Linked DNA regions of Zea mays: region 1 is linked to region 2. A link is a contact called in public HiChIP or PLAC-seq data. All regions are on one chromosome and are shown on one strand. The core of a region is the stretch at or near the end of the contact, and the rest is flanking DNA. Distances in the headings are between cores, read along the strand shown. Region 1 holds the start of LOC100382075 (60S ribosomal protein L4-like). Region 2 holds the start of LOC100278243.

Region 1 (3,717 bases), core at 1,105-3,604, 370 kb before region 2:
ATCTGGGCACAGCCTCACCCTCGAGAGAAAACTACGCTTCGCCCAAAGAGCAGCTTCAGCCTCGGGAGAAGACTCCACCTGAGCTAGGCCTCGGCCAATAGCCTTGCCAACAGCCACCAACTCCCCGCGTACCCCGCTGGAGGCCACTCTGTCAACTGTTCTAACCACTCCCTACACGATTGAATGCCCCAACACAAGTCCGGCCATAGCCTCGAGAGGGACCCTCCATCTCACCCAAGCATGGCCTCGACCTAGATAACAACGACAAAAGGACGCTCGACGCCACCAACCTCTCCGCAGAGACAGCTGGCAATGGAACGACTACAGAAATGTGTCAAGTCTGCTTTAGGCCATATGGGACGAATTACAATATGTTTTTCACCATATTTATGGGTGTTTCAACAACTATGGCTCGGACAACACATCCACAAGATGGGCTCGGGCACGCGTCCGAGCCCCCGACAAACCTTGGTGCTCCTGGTGGCCATACTGCTATAGGGGCTAGGGCTCGCCTCCTCTCCACATTACGACAAACCTTGGTGCTCCTAGGATCCCTCCTTGAAGCTATAAAAGGAGTCTAGGGCTTCCAGGTGGACAGGAGGAGAACAACACTTCATAGATTTTCGCCCTCCACAACCGATATTGGCACTTGCCTCAATCATCTTCAGAGACTTGGGATCCACTTCCTCTCTCGACTAGCTTATACCCCTACTACAAGCACTTAGGTGCAAGATAATATAAGTCTGATCCCCCTCTATTGGAAGTAAGGCCTTCTATTGACCGAACCAGGATAAACCTTGTGTCTTCTTGCGTCACCCATCTAGAACAGGACACGCAGTACTAATTCACTAGTTGGTTAGGATCCAGGGATCAAAATATCGACAATCATATTACTAGCATTTCTCCAGCCAACTAGAGGGACATAGTATGTCTAACAAAACTTTGACAAGGACAACAAAAACACTAAGCTAGTAAATTATAAATCAATTGTGCAACGCAAAATAAAGAGTAATTATAGGTACACATCAAACTAATGCAAACTAGATCACCTCTTGAACCACTACTGCAAGATCATATCAGATGGACTAATCCATGTGCGGTGCGCTTTGGAACTAGTCAGGAAATGTAATAAATATCACAAAACTACAGAACTAAACAGATCCTATCTAAGTAACCATATCCAGTACTCGCGACAGAATTGAAATTGATCAGGAAATGGTCATACCGGGGTAAGCTTGGTCCTCTTGGAGTCGAGCTTCGCCTTCCTGGCCTTCACACGAGCAGCCTCAGCAAGGGTGGCCATCTTCCGGGCAGTGCCGAGGTAGGGGTTGAGTTTGAGCACAGCAGCCATGTTCTTGAGTGGGTTCTTCCTCTTCTCCCTGCGCTTCACTTCCTTGTTGAGTGGCTTCACCACAGACTGCACCTCGTCAGAGTTGATGATCCTGCCCAGGTCAGCGTTGGACATCTTAGGCCTCGGCAGCACGAAGCCCTTCTTCTTCTGCGACGGGGCGTCATAGCTCCCATACACCTCCTCGAGCTTATTGAACGCGCTCTGGGTCCAGATCACAAAGCGCCCAAGGTGGCCACCGGGGGCAAGGTCTAGTAGGTTGAGGCGCTCGACGTTGGCAACATCCACACCGGGAAGGTTGCGGAAGGCCTTGACGACCTTGGAGCCCTCGGTGCCGTAGACGATGAGCGGGCCCTTGCGGTTGATGTAGCGACGGTTGCGCATCTTACCCTTGCCGGGGCGGATGCCGACGGAGTCCTTGGCCTTCTCGGCGTCGGCGTGGGCGCCGATCTGCTTGAGGATCTTGAGCGCCTGGGAGGTCTTCTCAATGGACTCCGCGGAGTCGGAAATGACAAGGGGCATCTCGGGGACAGACTCGATGCGGTGGCCGCGCGCCTGGACGAGGGCCGGGACGGCGGTGGCGGCGAGCGCGGAGGCGACGGCGACGCGGCGGAGGTTGATGTTGACGCGGCGGTGCCACTTGCGCCAGATCTTGGTGGGCGCGAACATGCGCCCGCCGCGGCACATGTTGCCGAACGCTCCCTGGCCGGCGCGGTGGGTGCCGCCGCCGGGGACGCGGGGGATACGAGACACGGCGCGGCCGGTACCCCAGGACTCGGCCGACGTCTGGTGGCCGGCGCGGCGGGAGACTGCGTAGGGCTGGCGCTTGTTGCAGGACAGCAGCTTGTGGGTGAACCTGACCACGTCGGGGCGGATCGGCGCCCCGAAGACGGGCGGTAAGGCGATGCCGGGGGCGTCGGTTACCATGTCGCCCTCTAGGGCCTTCACGGAGACGAGGGGGCGGTTGACGGCGACCATGGCGGCGGCGGCGGCGGCGGCGGCTAGGGTTTGGGCGGCGCGGCGGTGGTGCGAATGGAGGCGCGGCGAAAGGGGAAGAGGCTATATAGGTGGAGCTGACTAGGGTTTGTGTGTGGGGGTTAGTTGGAGCGATCTGGTCCGTTGGATTGGAACAAGCGGTGGGATTTGAGAAAAATCGGGTGGGCTGGGCCTGGAGATCGCTGTTGGGGCGACCTCCAAGGTTCACAGTCACCCTCCCTTTATTCGGTGTATGTTTCCCCCTTCATCTCCCCTTTCTCCCGTGAGCTTCCTTTTTCCTCTTTATATGGCGTTGAACTAGACCTCCCCCTCACTTCGAGTTTGGTGTACGACCTATGAAACTATCCCCACGCCTTCCACCTAAATTTTTACCGTGTATCATTTTTTTTTTGTCATATCACCAACATTTCATCTCCTATTTTTTTTTATCTTCCACACCGATTCTCTCTATATTCTCCTATATAACCCACTAATTTCATAAAATATTATTTTCTATACATATTCATCATTTATTACCTTTTTATTTGATTGCTAAATACGGACACACACATAAATCAAGAGAAGGGGCCTTGCTCCATCACGCTTAATGTACTCCCTTTACTGTAGCACTACAGTGTGCAGCGCTTCGGCTGCTAGAACGTACACGCGCTACAATTTAAGGGGAGAGTGATGCGATGCAGGTAGTCTAAATTCTTAGAAATTTTTAAGTAGAGTTAAAATATGTATTTTATGTACTATAGTTGGTATAAGGTGGAGTAAAAGGGGAAATGTTTGGAGAAGAGAAATAGGGAGATTTATTTAAATATGAATGAGTGATTTGATAGGGGAATGTTGGAGAGAGCCTAAGACTATCTTTAGTAGATCCCCTATCTCATTCCCTATTTCAAACTTCTCTCTGCAACAGTGTCAAACAATATCATAAACAGTTCCGCATTTTCTATTTTACACACCCTACTGGAGATAGTCTAAGAACATTATTGTTTTTCTTCCTCTATATTTTCCTCACATTGCGAAAAGGCATCTAGTGTAATGGTTAAGGCTTCTTGAAAGAGAAATAGGGTTAATCATTTCCTATTATTAATTTTGGTGGTTGACGACCAACACAAACACATGGACTAACAAGTTTGTCTAGAATTCATGTATTACAGATGCATAAGGTTCAACATAAACCAATAAAGAAATCAAGTTAGGGAATCAATCAAAATTTGGAGCAAAACCTTGAGTGTGCTGAACGATGGCGCACCGGACTGTCCGGTGTGCCACTAGACAGTGTCCGGTGCACCAGGACCGTACAACTGCGAACCAGCCACTCTCGGGAATTCTAGGGCGCGCTCCGCTATAATTCACCGGACTGTCTGGTGTGCCACCGGACT
Region 2 (3,899 bases), core at 283-2,782:
TGGGCAAACTGTCCACTTTCTACGCATTCGCGGACAGTCCGTGCTCTAGGGCCAGATGGTTCGCCCTTCACTTTAACAGCTACTTTTGTTTGAAAAGTGTGTTATAGCTGTCAGAAAAGCAAGACACAGGTGGCCTGTCGACCCTGACCAGCTAGTCCGTGACCTGGGAACTTGAATACCATGAGCTCTACCCACCTGATTTTAATACGGGCGGACCATTCGCCGAGCATGACTAGACAGTCCACGACCTATGAGTTAGTACTACCTATGGCATGAGCACGGACGGTCTGCAATACAAACTACTAGAATCACATATATAGTCTCTGCTCAAATCAATATGGACACCTGCAAATGGTCTGCACTCTTCGGCTAGATGGTTCGTACAACAACTCAGGGACTATGCAAAAATTGGACCTTTCCTGATCAGTACCGTCGAAGGGTCCAGCCACTTGGCCTAGCCCAGGTGGTCCGCAGTACAAACACTTCAGATCACTCCTAAGAACACATGCTATTGTACAACTTCGGACCAGTCTGAAGACACGCGGACGGTCTGACCTCCTGGTCCGGATGGTCCGACCTTCAGACAACTTAGCCACTTTCCAAATAGCTTTTGAAAAGATTTTCTTTTCACAATTTCAGAAGTGTTGTTAGTTCTCACGTGCATGCAACATCTATATGCTCTATGAGGCATTAAGTTTATTATCAAGTAAACAGCATTGACCCATCTCAATATTATGGCTATCTAGCCTACTAATCCAGTCAACTTACTTCTCTAATCACCTTTTTGATCGGTAAAAGTAAAAACTATATACGTTACCTTTGCCTTGAGTTGTTCCACAATCAATGCCAAAGTCTCCAAGACTTTCAATGTAGTTCAACTTTCAATGGCCCAACATGTATTCTTATTTTCTACAAGAATTCGTTAGTCTACATGTAAGTGTCATTAGTTACCAAAATACTATTTAGGGGCCTAGATGTTTCGCACCGACAGAAAATTTCTGTCGGTTTACTTAAATACCAACATATTATTTGGGTTTTTCTATGAGTAAAGTTCACTATCGATCTTTAAACTTGTCTGATTGTGTCAATCCGGTTCATAAACTTTTAAAGTATGTCTGTTAAGAGTTTAATCTTTGTTTGAATCTCTACTATGTTTTAATGGATTGTTGCGGCCTACATATCCGTCGTCGAAGGAGAGATAAGAGTGGATGGGGTCTAACAGACCATAGTGACTAACCATGTGGACCATAACAACTTGTTAGTACGTAATAGAAACCTGAACAGATATTGAGCTTTTAAAAGACATATTTTAAGAGTTTATGAACCAAAATGACACAATTTTAAAACACTTTACTCTTTTTTCTGTGGTACATATGGTGATTAATCAAATGTATTTTCTTTAAAAAAAGGACCTTAAAACTAAATTAAAAACGAAATTCCCATGACAAACGCAAGAAACAGGAAAGCAAGAACCGGAAGAAACGGCCAATATACAGAACGAGCCAGCACTCCATTTTCTCATACGGTTGGCCCGGAATTAGGCGCCTCGATTGCTTGCTAGCCGCCAGATTAGTCTTTCGCTACCCTAAGGTTGGTCGCCTTTGGTGCTGTAAATTTCTTCTCATCCAATTTCTATTTCTATTTTAGGAGTTTAGTTGGGGAAAATAATTATTTCTATCTCTTTGTTTCTTGGCTGCCGTTTCGGATTGTGGCCATGTAATTCATCTCAGATCGGTCGGAAGAAGAACAGTTCAATCTCGGTTCATCAGAAGTAAGTCGGGTTTTTTTTTGTGTGGGGTGGGGGTGAGGGAGAGAGTTCCTATATTGACAAGGCGAGTTGATTGGGTACTTGGGTTGGTTTGCTTCAGGTGAAACTGCTTAGATCAGATTTCGTGGATTCCTTCACTTCAAAGTTTGCATGTATGTAAGTTGTGTCCGGAATTCAATTTGAGCTGCTGCTGTCTGTCTCCTTTCAGTAATTCAGTTAGACAATCCAGATTTTGTTTCCCCAGATCTATGTTAAAAAGAGACTTCTTGAAGTGATTTATTTAGTGCTCACGGATCTGCAAGCCCCAGTATTTGGTTTGCTTAAGGTCATATCGGTTTCTTGTTAGTTTCTTGGAGTTTCTTTCCACGTTGCAGTTTGGTTGGATTAGGATTAAATCAAATCTTCTAGTCAATTGCTACACATTTTTTTATCAAGATTCGAACAAGCAACTTATTTCTCTCTTTATTTCTTCTTCCATTTGAGTTCCTGTTTTGCCTTTCCAGTGTGATACATGATTAGATTTATGTTCATTTTTTCCATCCACGACTCCAGATTGAGCTCGTGTGCTGTTCTTCTTTTGCTATCAGGAATCTTGATTGTGCTTCTGATTGGTTAGAATTTAAGGCATGCTTTTAGCTGAAGTTGTGTGGCATCTGTTCTGTCTAACAGGTTGCAAGTGGTTTGAATTTTTCAAGAACAAAAGTTTCCAACCTGTATGGATTATCTTCTGTTTCTGGCCCATCAGGGGAATTGCTCCTGCTTCAGCCTCTTAGATTGACGTCAGAGCAGGAGGCGATTTCGCTAAAGTGGTTTTAGTTATCCTGTTTAGATAATTTGGTCACATCTAATAACATGCAGGGGATTGAATCTTTACCCCCAAGCCTGCTTCACATATAAGCCCTGATTTCCTTGTACTATGTAGAAATTCTTAGTTGATTCACCTATTTTTAGGCTCATTTATTTTAATATTTTTTCCTACATGACTGTTTGATACCCGCTCAGCACTCAACCTAAAAGGCTCAAGTTCTCATTTTTTTCATTTTCTCCTGGTATATCTTTGACAGTAAGACAAGTAGTTTTAAGAATGCATCTCAGAGTGAGGGACAAGATCTTGCTTCTAATGCCACTGAATCTTTTTCAGTCACATTTACCAAACATTTCTTGGTTCATGTTGGCAACCTTGAATGTTGGACATGGACACTATGAACTCTGCCTTCATTTATTTGCTCACCAGATTATAGGACTCTGCCTTCAGCTCTTTTCTGTGTTTCTCATCCAATTTTTATGCATAATGCTATCTTTGTGTCACACTATGAAATGATTTTTTTTCTCTAATGAAACGAATATGTTTCATGCCCAATTAATAGAAGTTAGGAATTCGGAAACAGATAATGGACAAAGTGTGGATAAATATTTAAGCTTTTTTGCATTATATGGTTTGGTTTGGTCTTGTGAAAGCATTAACACTTGTTGAAAATTGAATATTCCCTTATCTTCAACTTATTATAAACTGAACATTTACTATAGAAATTTTGCGCTACAATAAGTGAGTGATGGTGAATCAGGGGTACCTCTCACCATGAGCATTTGCTTGACTTCAGTATCTGGCATAACAATCTCTGCACTATCCCGTCATTACCAGTTTTTTCCCTTTCTTTGAGAAAGTATTTCATCGGTATCATTCCCTTTTTCAGGTCATTGAACTGAATGATCCAATCTGATTTGCTGACTGCTCCTCTCATCACTCAAAATTTGTGATGGAACAGGACCATCAAGCCTATGAAGAGGCTGATCACTACGCTAAGAGGAAAGCAGCCAATATTTGTGCTTCCACTGGTGCTAGAACTGTCAAGAGAAAACTAGAAGCAAGTAGGATTCCACCCAATGATTTGGTTAGAAGAACAGGCAAAGAACAGAAAGTACCCGCTTATGAAGTTCGTCAGTTAACCAAGAATGAGTTGCCTCTGAAGGTGTCTGCTAGGAATGCCATCAATAGCGATCACTTCCATAGGCCTTTAAGTAGCAGATGCAATGATCTTACCAAGAACATTTCTGAGATAAGGCCAGTTTGCAGAGCTCTTCCTTTGCCTGAGAAACCTTTGTGCATCAGAGAAGAGGACGAGTGCTCAGT

What was found. HiChIP or PLAC-seq counts read pairs in DNA pulled down with a chosen protein or histone mark.
Region 1: a contact with region 2 is called in an H3K4me3 HiChIP or PLAC-seq map of leaf, with 6 times the contacts expected there. The contact joins the promoter of LOC100382075 here to the promoter of LOC100278243 in region 2. A contact is called at or near these places in 1 of 25 Hi-C or Micro-C datasets (leaf) and 1 of 3 datasets of contacts at active chromatin or transcription factors (leaf).

The regions. Positions count from the first base shown.
Region 1 is chr7:10,448,964-10,452,680 of Zm-B73-REFERENCE-NAM-5.0, reverse strand. LOC100382075 (60S ribosomal protein L4-like) reads right to left here and starts at 2,354. Exons shown (of 2, transcript NM_001174838.1): 1 at 1,226-2,354. The coding sequence starts at 2,326.
Region 2 is chr7:10,079,132-10,083,030 of Zm-B73-REFERENCE-NAM-5.0, reverse strand. LOC100278243 reads left to right here and starts at 1,532. Exons shown (of 3, transcript NM_001151582.2): 1 at 1,532-1,590; 2 at 1,731-1,771; 3 at 3,463-3,899. The coding sequence starts at 3,526.